3 separate regions of the Mus musculus genome follow, and all the other regions are linked to region 2. The links are chromatin contacts, called in public HiChIP or PLAC-seq and promoter capture Hi-C maps. All regions are on one chromosome and are shown on one strand. Each heading gives the region's core, a stretch centred on a gene start, on an enhancer-like site or on the middle of the called end of the contact. The rest is flanking DNA. Distances are from core to core; before and after follow the strand shown. Region 1 overlaps Fam163a (family with sequence similarity 163, member A). Region 2 holds the start of Axdnd1 (axonemal dynein light chain domain containing 1). Region 3 holds the start of Angptl1 (angiopoietin-like 1).

Evidence for each region. Promoter capture Hi-C pulls out the DNA fragments that hold promoters and counts their contacts. HiChIP or PLAC-seq counts read pairs in DNA pulled down with a chosen protein or histone mark.
Region 1: an H3K27ac HiChIP or PLAC-seq map of extraembryonic endoderm stem cells shows a contact between it and region 2, with 6 times the contacts expected there. The contact joins the enhancer-like site here to the promoter of Axdnd1 in region 2. A contact is called at or near these places in 2 of 39 promoter capture datasets (both in embryonic stem cells), 37 of 484 Hi-C or Micro-C datasets (the AML12 cell line, the C2C12 cell line, the G1E-ER4 cell line and 21 more), 11 of 115 datasets of contacts at active chromatin or transcription factors (T-cell acute lymphoblastic leukemia, astrocytes, bone marrow-derived dendritic cells and 5 more) and 4 of 9 other capture datasets (adipose tissue, embryonic stem cells, liver and 1 more).
Region 3: a promoter capture Hi-C map of pre-B cells shows a contact between it and region 2, with 2.2 times the contacts expected there. The contact joins the promoter of Angptl1 here to the promoter of Axdnd1 in region 2. A contact is called at or near these places in 2 of 39 promoter capture datasets (pre-B cells and stem cell-derived epiblast-like cells).

What each region holds. Positions count from the first base shown.
Region 1 is chr1:156,081,876-156,085,129 of GRCm38.p6, reverse strand. All of the region lies in intron 2 of Fam163a (family with sequence similarity 163, member A), which reads left to right. Among named protein-coding and RNA genes, the nearest start is that of Tor1aip1, 47 kb to the right of the region's middle. Within about 2 kb of position 1,644, at least 13 of the 459 cell types and tissues checked have an H3K27ac peak or open chromatin away from gene starts, as enhancers often do. A contact at or near this core is called in Sertoli cells, extraembryonic endoderm stem cells and granulosa cells, where this site is marked.
Region 2 is chr1:156,419,342-156,422,646 of GRCm38.p6, reverse strand. Axdnd1 (axonemal dynein light chain domain containing 1) reads left to right here and starts at 1,732. Exons shown (of 26, transcript NM_001346967.1): 1 at 1,732-1,801; 2 at 2,117-2,312; 3 at 3,236-3,305. The coding sequence starts at 2,219.
Region 3 is chr1:156,837,738-156,841,158 of GRCm38.p6, reverse strand. It overlaps Angptl1 (angiopoietin-like 1), which reads right to left and starts at 2,136. Exons shown (of 5, transcript NM_028333.2): 1 at 1,922-2,136. The region is part of intron 8 of Ralgps2 (Ral GEF with PH domain and SH3 binding motif 2); the gene reads left to right.

The DNA of each region.
Region 1 (3,254 bases), core at 395-2,894, 340 kb after region 2:
GGAGGGGGAATGGGATAGGAGGTATCCTAGAGGGGGGAACCAAGAAAGGGGGTACCATTTAAAATGTAAATAAAAAAATAACCAATTTTTAAAAAGGAAAAGAAAAGAAAGTGTGTCCCAGCATTCTCAATTGTTAATCACTGTGCCAAGTGGATTCTCTGATATTATCATATTAAAAAGTTGTCACGGGGCGGGGGGGGGGTGTCACAGAAGGTCACATTGCCCTTAATCTTGCCAAGAGGCAACGCTGAGGTTTGGACTGGGCTTAGCCCTGCTCACAATGAGTAGACTGTAGAGCCTCTCCTACACTAATAGATTTTTTTTTCTAGGAGAAAGGAATGTGGCTTTTGATAAAGAGCTTGCTTGCCATAGGAGCTGGGGCAGAGGGACTGAAGCAGAGCAGGGGTTGGTCAGGGAGACCTGGTGGGGTCAGGGAGACCTGGTCAAGGTGGGCCTGGTGGGTCAGGGAGGCCTGGTCAGGGTGGGCCTGGTGGGTCAGGGAGGCCTGGTCAGGGTGGGCCTGGTGGGTCAGGGAGGCCTGGTCAGGGTGGGCCTGGTGGGTCAGGGAGGCCTGGTGGAGAGACATGTGTGGCTGAGGGACTGCCCTAGCAAACAGGCTAACATAACAGCCTCATACCATAGAGATGTCTCCATGTCTTTATTATTGAATCTCAGGCAGAACCCCCCCAAAGCCCCCGCAATATACACAACTTAGTAGAAGGCTTAAGGTATTTTTGCATCAAAAGAAAAATGGCTCCACAATTATGAGCCCTTGCTGGGTTTTTTTGTTTTGTTTTGTTTTTTTTATCCCCAAGAAGATCCTGATTCAATTCCCAGCATCCACATGGGTAGCTCACAGCCATGTGTAACTCCAATTCCAGGGGATCTAAAACCCTATCTGGCTTCCTCAGGTACCAGGTACACACATGTGGTGCACATGCATGCACACAGGCAAAACACTCATATGTTATATATATATATATATTCACTAGTACCCACTAGAATAAGACTTGAGAAATAGAATATGGAAAGGGGAAAGATATTGCGGTAGAATCCAGAATTGAGGCAAGGACTTGGGAATGGGGCAGCCAAGGAAGGTTGCTTGGTGCTTTGAAGGATGTGTGAGATCTGAACAAGTAGAGAAAGATGATCATATGCCACCAAAGCCCCTCAGGACTTCCCATCACCTCCAAAGGAATCGAGTCTCAGCTCCTCTTCTGTCCTGAAGCCCTGTAACTCGAAGTCTTCGGGACTTTTCTTCTACCCTCTTTGTACCAGAGTAACTGCAGGGAATTTCTATGCCTCTTAGCCCAGTCTGGTTCCCAAATAACTGACACAAAGGTCTATTAAGTTTATTAACAAGCTGCAAACCTAGGCTTGCAGGTTCTGAGCTATCCCAACTCTAAGGCTACTTCCCAGCCAGAGGACCTTCAATTTGTATCGCCCTGGCTCGCTCTGGTCCACGTCCTACTCTGTCACGGCTATCTCCTGGCAAATCCTCCTGATCTCTCCCCATGGTCTCTCTATCTTTTTTCCTGTGGTCCTTCGCATCCTTCTCTCTCCCTGGGACCCCTAGGGGGCTGGGATCCGAAGTCCAACCTTCCCATTTCCTCTGCAATTGTCTGAGAAGCTCTTTATTGACCCAAGGATGGCGGAGAAGAATGTTTACAAAACACCGAGACAAAACCAAAGTCGGCCTCTACCCATCTCTCGGTGTTGATTTCTCACCAACATTTGAATAATACAAGGATAGTCTTTACCCACTGCACAAGAACATCACTCCAACAAAACCCTGTTTACTTCATGCCTACTCCTAGTGAGTCCCAGCCTTCCCAGACTTTTTTAGTTCTCAGGGCCTTGTTCACCAGCCATTTCCCCTCCCCCTTCCTTTTCCTCCCCAATCCACCCCACCCCACCCCCGTGTTTTTCAACCCCTGGACTGCTTCGTTTCTATCAGCACCACCTTCTCTCAGCTTACAGGATTTATCTCGGACTTGTAAGATCAGTAATCAGCAAACACACACACACACACACACACACACACACACACACACACATACACAAGAGCCAGGACTGCTACAGGGAGCAGGAGCTTCAGCTGAAGGAACAATGGGGGCTGAGTAGAAGGTAAATGAAGGTGAACCTGCAGGAAAGTTGGGGAGGGCAGAGCCTTTGACGCTGGTGGTGATGGGAAGTCCTGAGGGGCTCTGGTGGTATGTGATCATGTTTCTCCATGTATTCAGATCTTACACATCCTTCAAGGCACCAAGCAGCCTTACTTGGCTGCCCCATTCCTGAGCTCTCGTCCCAATTCTGGATCCGACCGACCGCAGTGCCCTCCCGACCGCAGTGCCTTCCCATGTATTCCACTCTTCAAGTCTTATTTTGGTAGAAGCTAGTCAACTTAAAACTATGTATCTATTTTCAGGCAGTGCTAGAAAGATGCTGGAGTCACAGGCAGGCACAGGAGGGGCTGAAGAAAGGCCGAACCACAGTGGAAAGCACAGGTCTCACACACAAACCCAGGAAGGCTCGTTAGGAAGCCAGTACACCAGTTCAGCCTGAACTGGCACAGGGGACAGAAGACCAAAGACGACCAAAAGTCTCTGAGATAGTTCAGCCAGAACAGCGTGGCACCTCTGATCAGACTCATGTGCAAATAAATCTCCTGAGACTTTTTTTTTTTTAAAGATTTACTTATTTATTATATGTAAGTACACTGTAGCTGTCCTCAGACATTCCAGAAGAGGGCATCAGATTTCGTTACGGATGGTTGTGAGCCACCATGTGGTTGCTGGGATTTGAACTCCGGACCTTCGGAAGAGCAGTCGGCGCTCTTAACCACTGAGCCATCTCACCAGCCCCAAGACTTTTTTTAAAATGCAAATTCCCACTCCTTAGGCTCTGTGGTGAACAGGAGACACCTTGTTGCAAGCGCAGGCCCACACTGCTGGTTCACAGCCAGGTTAGTAGCAGCGAGGCTGCTTGGTACTTCTAAATGCAGTAGAAGCTGTAAAAGCAATGATAGAGTCTAGCTAGCCTGTATAAAAGACACACAACTCAGGTATTTTCTTTATAAACTCTAAGCCTAGATCAGGCAGATTTTGGAGCTGTTCTAACTTATATCCCAGCCACATGTCCCTTGATATTTGCTGTTTCTCCTGGCCACGTGCTCATGGTCCATCTCCTCATGGCTCCTTCCTCTCCTCTCCATCGCCTCTCTTCTTCATCTTTCCTCTTTGGCCTACATCTGC
Region 2 (3,305 bases), core at 483-2,982:
TTGTTTTTAAGATTTATTTATTTTATTATATAAATAAGTGCACTGTCACTGTCTTCAGACACACCAGAAGAGGGCATCAAATTCTATTACAGATGGTTGTGAGCCACCATGTGGTTGCTGGGAACTGAACTCAGGACCTCTGGAAAAGCAATCAGTGCTCTTAACTGCTGAACCATCTCTCCAGTACAAAGTTTTGTTTTTAAATTGATATAAACACCGATGCTGAGAACACAGCTTTGCACAAATATGCTGATCTCAATTAAAATTTAAGATTTTTTTTTCCTTTCTCATGTAGCCCAGGCTGGTCTAAAATTCATTATGTAGCCAAAGATAGGCTTGAACTCCTGATCCTCCTGCCTCCATCTCTCCAGTGCCGGGGTTACAAAGTGTGTTCCATCCACCACATTCCACCATTTAATGATTTTGTTGTCATTAAAAATGAAACTCAAGCCTGCAATTCTAACAGCATTATTTAAAACCAACATTTGGGGGCTGGAGAGATGGTTTAGTAGCTAAGAGGGCAGACTGCTCTTGCAGATAACCTGAATTTGGTTCCTAGAACCCATGTCAGGTGGCTCACAACCACCTGTAACTCCAGGGGGTCTGATTCCCTCTTCTCTGGGGCATCTTCCCTCACACACAATAAGCACATATACATAACCTAAAAGAATTAAAAGTATAAAATCAAAGTGAGCAGTCATGCCAACCGTGAGTGTGGCACACCCACAAGAGCTTTCTCTTGTTCAATCTACAAACTGTTTTATCAACGTCACAAGCCAGATGCACAGTCTTGGTTAACTTGAGTCCAAGTGGACCCTAAACCTTCATAAACCGACACCCCCCCCCACCCCCCCACCATGCTGTCCTTTGCCCCTGCACGACAATGAATAGCCATTTGATTCAATAAATGGACACAATCTCTGAAGAGATTTCTCCCATCTCCCTTGCACTGCAGGAATGGGTGGCAACAGTTAGGTCATGCAGGGTGAGCAGAGTTACTCTGTGCTCGTTTCCATAGGCGCGTCAATGGGAAGATTGTTGCCAACTACTGATCATGATGTGCTTGCTCCTACAATCAGTAGATTCTTTAGAGAGAATGCTAGAGAGCCGATGCTACTGCAAATGCAAATTGGGGCCCATTTCTTTCTTTGTAACCTCCATTAGCCTAGGTGAGAAAGTCCTGCTCAGGTATTTGTCTTCTCCTTCAGCTACTGTTGGCATAGAAAGCTACCTGACACTAAGATGAACCGCACTTACGAACACGAACTGAGTGCATAGAAGTGACTTGAACAACAGAACTAGGCTGTTTGCTAGTTTACTCCTCCTCCTCTCTTTTTGAGACAAGGTTGTCACTAAGTTTCCCTGGCGGATTCAGAACTCATAGATTATGCTAGCCCTGAACAGATTCAAGAGCAGAAGGTCTCATTGCTACATCACCCTCTCTGCAAGGGCAGGGCCCGGGGAGTCTCTACCGGCGCAGGTCTGCGCTTGCGCAGTCTGCACCCGGAAGCGCGGTTTCGAGAGCCTATCCCATTCCGAGACAACAACCCGATTCAATATTCTTCCTTATTGCTACTACCCATGACTAAAAACACACGGAAACTTCTAGAGAGTGTAGAGACTCCTTTTCATCTCTTTTCTTTTGACGGCTCTGCCGGAGGCGGCTCGGCCCGCAAGTTGCTAGGACGGGGGGGGAGCGGGGAGCGTGGGGGGGGGGGCAGAAATGTGCTGCGTTGCTATGACGACGCAGGGCGTTCCGGAAAAGGGATGGCCTTCCGACGCCAGGCGGCAAACACAACTTGTGGGTACAGCGGCCGGTGTCGTGCACTCCTACAGTGCAGTCCTAGGACTTTGCTGAAAGAACCGTGGGAGCCCCGCCCCACTCGCGCCCGCGGAGCTGGGTCGCGCTGACCCGCCCGCAGTCTGTAGGGAGGCGGAGCCTGACTTTCCCGGGCTGGGCCCTGACTCTGACCCACCCATACCCCATCTCTGTCATGTCAAGTTATCTTAGAGGGCTCCCCAAAGAAAGGAAACCACGCCAGATGAATTCTGAAATTCAGTCTGAACACAAACACTCAAGAGATCTCTCTGTTCATTTGCTTTGTTTTGCCTACAGAATTATGGACAGCTTGAAAGTCTGAACACGATTTTGATTTGTTTTTGAATTAATTTTTTGGAGGATTAATAGTTCTGAGAGTGATCCCAGGCATTGATTATTATGTCTCTCCACAAAGTGTCGGACACTTCGCTGACCTCCCCATCAACATCTGAGTCCAAACAGGCAAAACTCTATGTAGTCAAGGAGGCAAAAGGTAAACTTAAGGATGCCGTGGACAGAACCATTAGGGCTACTGAAAGAATTTGCAATCCGTTCTCCCTTTCTCCTTAGCCAGCCTGAACACTCACCAAGTCAGAATACTGTTTCATCTTCATTTAAATACTAATAGCTATATGAAGTTTGGTTGCTTCTTCTCTGACTTCAAGGGAGCTTTAAAAACATAGTTATGTGGATAAGAAAAACATAACTTAGTTCAATATGCCTATTTGTATAAGATTCAAGATGTTTTTTGAGATTCCTTAAGATTTCCATCCTTGGGGCTGTGTCTTGGAAGGCAGAGGCAGGTGATCTCTGTGAATTTGAGGTCAGCCTGGTCTACATAGTAAATTCCAGGCTAGTGGGAGCTACATAGTGAGACCCTGTTTCAAGAAAAATGTAAAAAGACGTAATGATAAATGTAGAACCTGTACCAGAATAAGAATCAAGGCAGTCACCGTCTCACTCTTGCTCATCAGACTGAGGCTATCTCCAGTCTTAAGGTCACAGAGCTTTTTGGGTTGTTTCTTATTTATATTTTGCTACAGTTCCATCATCAACTCAAGGAGGTACGGATTCAACTCAAGGACTTACACTAAGCAAGCACTCTATCCTGAGCTAGCTACCTATTCACTATTTATGTTGCAGGGCAGTGGAGGGGTTGGGGCTTGGGTTGGCTGTACACTCACTCTGTGTAACCCAGGCCTTTTACTTTGTATCTCTCTGCATGTTCTCACATCCCCCTTCCACTCTTCCCTCCACCCTTCTAGCTACTCCTGCTTTAAGTATTCTTTGTAGCTGGGCTCCTCTGCTAGAGGCACCCTTCTTGTTAGAAACACAGGATACTGCTGAGGCAGTCTGGGAAACTTTAACTCCCCGGAACACTCCATTAAAAGTTTGTCTTTCCTAATACTTCCTTAGGGCTTCCTGAGCTAAAGGAGAAAAAATCCATGGTGAACCACCTCAAACCCCTTCCTCCCCTTCAGAATGA
Region 3 (3,421 bases), core at 887-3,386, 420 kb before region 2:
GGATTAATAGTATGAACTCAGGAAATGTCAGTACTGAAGACTTGACTCATAAAATTATTTAAATACTTTCTAGAATGAAATAAGCTACCAAAACAAGGGAACTTTTAAATTAAAAGCTTGAGGAATATTTGGGGTGTTGGTCTACTCTGCCTTGAGTCACTATGGTTCGTAAAATCAATCATAAGATTTAAGATGGTGTTCAAAGCTCCTTCCGGTCGCTGTTTGTTCTTTGCTTCCTTGTTCCATCAGTGATGAGCGCATTGTCTCTTTAATTGGAGTTAAGAGACATCTTTAAGTAGTAGACTAGATATAAGCGAAGAATTGATTTTTAAAATTTGTTCACTCTCACATTGTCTAAAAATACTTTCTTATTTAATGTTTCCCACGTATGTTCAGTGAAAGCGCCATAGATATGTCACCTCGTAACCCTTCCTATTTATGTTGGGTTTCTCCTAGGTCTCAGGGGAATGTGGAAAATTAGTTACAGTCACTCAAGTTTGAACTGCGCCTTTGCCTGGTGGGTTTTAGAAAAGGGGTAAAAAAGCTTGTGCACTTATATTCATATTCTTAGTAGTATTTCTCTGTACTGTATTGCCAGCTATAAGGAGGATAAAAGCTGCCTTCCCTTCCCTTCCCTTCCCTTTGGCTGTACCCTGCACTGAGAGAAGCCAAAGGCATTGAAGTTAGCTGAGGAGCACTGACTGGCCAGGTGGAAGACCTTCCTAAGAATAGCCCTGGAAATGTCCCCAAAATAGACAGACGTGATCATTTGTGATTCGTTCGCACGCACACAGACACACACGTGCATTCGCTCTGTGAAATGCCTGCATAGGTGAGTGAGACTTGCTTTCATCGTGGCAGGAGCCACGGAGATGATGGTGTTTCAGATGGAGTATGATTTCGAGATTTTACAGACTCTCCTGTAAAATACGTATTTAACAGAGCTCAGAGTTGAGAGTTTTAATGTTTAAGCAAAGTTGAAAAAACAAAATCTGAACATTACTATTATTTGTTTGTTGAAAATTCCTACCACTAAAGATTAAAAGTCAGGGAATCCTCCCACCATAACCGCTTGCTGTCTTTGGTGTTAAAGCTTGCTGTTGGTGAGTAGCAATTTCATAATTCTCATGACTAACCAAGCCCCCCAATAGAATGTTGAGGGCATGCTCCTGCCTCTTAGGGACAGTTAGGAAGGTTATTTTATTTTTATTTTTTTAAAACAGGCTTTTGGCCTTGCCAGTTTTTCTTCAGTACTGACATTTTCTGAGTTCATATGCTTAATCCTGGTGACCCTGACAGGTCTCAATCCTGACCTTGAAGGAGGTTTTAATTATTGTTTGTATCAATATTACTTTTCCAAGGAATTTCCAGCTTTAATCTGTTGCTGAAATGAAATTTCTGTTGTAGGAAATTGTTTAAAATGATTAATCATAACAAGAAATAACATAGATTAACAAAGACTCAGAAGAGTTTTGTTCAGTTGTAACTGAGATTCTGTTGCAAGCATTCAGCTGACCAGCTCTTAGCTTTGTTTTGTAGCCATACTTTGAAAATCGCAGTAGTTGGTGCACGTCTTTACACACACACCAGTGTTCAGAAGAGAAACTCACCGCGCTCACAGTTGTTTCCTTTATCCTACATCCTTCGCTGTGTAAGCCTTAGGCATTTACTGAGTTACTTGTAAAATTTTGTAATGTCACTAGAGCATTTGTGTTTAGAACCCAGCATGTATGTCTCAATCTGTAGTCACATATGAAGCACTTCATGACTATTTTTACAGAAAGATGCAAAACAAAACCTTCAGATACAAATTGGCAGCATCTTCTAAAGTTCCCTGAGAAATCTCTTACTTTCTAGTACAAAGGACAATGATGCATTTGACATAGAATTTTGAATAAATCTAAGAGAAATATTAAAATACCTTTGTTGTCTGTTGAAAAAAGCGAGTCCGTGAACGTGCGTCCTTGCCCTTGCTCTCTGAGATCAGTGTAGAAGTTTGTTCGGCTTTACTTCAGAGGTAACTGCGTTTTTTGCTCTGACCGGTGAATCCAAGGAGTAAGGAACTTCTTTTCACAGCACTAATGGACTGAGTTTGCTGGGCCACCTATGTAACTTGGGGCTATCTGTGGACTTCTCTAATGCAGCAGAGAAGGTTCTGTGCCTGTGCTGTCTGCTGCATGGAAATGTGCAGAAACCAGCCGCAGCTGACAGACTGTCCACACAGTCCGAAGAGTGATTCCCTCTCGTTCTCAGTAGACTCAAGTTCAGCCCACATATTACGTCATTAGAAAAGAGCTGGAGCCAGGAGAGGGGGTAGGAACCTCCTCCTTAGGATTTCCTCTCGCTGCCGAGGTGGGGCTGGGGGAGCTGGATCAGCAGGAGGCTGAATAGCTCTAACAAGGAGAGATTGTGTGCAGGTTGAAGGAAGGGCACCATCTGGAAACAGGCTATCATAGTTCAGCAGGCAATTATAAAATAAACATTTTAGTCTGCCTGCCACAGAGCTTTTGAGTTGGAAGAGAGAGAGAGAGAGAGAGAGAGAGAGAGAGAAAGGAAGAAAAGAAAAGAAAAGAAAAGAAAAGAAAAGAAAAGAAAAGAAAAGAAAAGAAATCCACTTTAGAAGTAGCTGCAGGCTGTAAGGAGCTAGACTTTCCCCAGAAGCAGCCACCTAACAGTGCTATTCTGACAGCCTCCGGGACGCTTAAAATTGTAAGTAATTGTGTAATGTTTAAGAGAAAATTGCTTTTATTAGCTTGACCTTTAATCTCAGCACTCGGAAGGCAGTTGAATCCCTATGAACTTGAGGCCAGCCTGGAATACACAGTGAGCTCCAGGCCAGCCAGGGCTAATAAGTGAGAATCTGACTGAAGAAACACACACACACGCACACACATGCACACACTGCAGACCAGCCAGGGCTAGTGAGAACCTGACTCACACACACACACACACCCCTTGTTTTTATATGTAGTCACCTAAAACAAGGGAAACTGGTAAATCTGGTGAAAGAAAAATCTTAAATTCTGTAATACATAATTGATGCTTTTTCTGATCTTAAGTTCTGTGATAGGTAATATACTTGCCTATAAAATTATGCCTCCTGTCCTAGCTAGGGTTGCTGTTGCTGTGAAGAAACACCATGACCAAAGACAACTTAGGAAAAGGTTGATTTGGCTTACACTTCTACATCACTGTTCATCACCAAAGGAAGTCAGGATAGGAACTCAAACAGGGGAGGAACCTGGAGGCAGGAGCTAAGGCAGAGGCCATGGAGGAGTGCTACTTACTGGCTTGCTCAGCCTGCTTTATAGCACCCAGCCATAGGACCACCAGCTCAGGGGTGACTGGGCCCTTTCACATCAATCACTAAGAAAATTTCCTCCAGGCTTGCCCTCAGCTGGATCTCATGGAGGCATTTTCA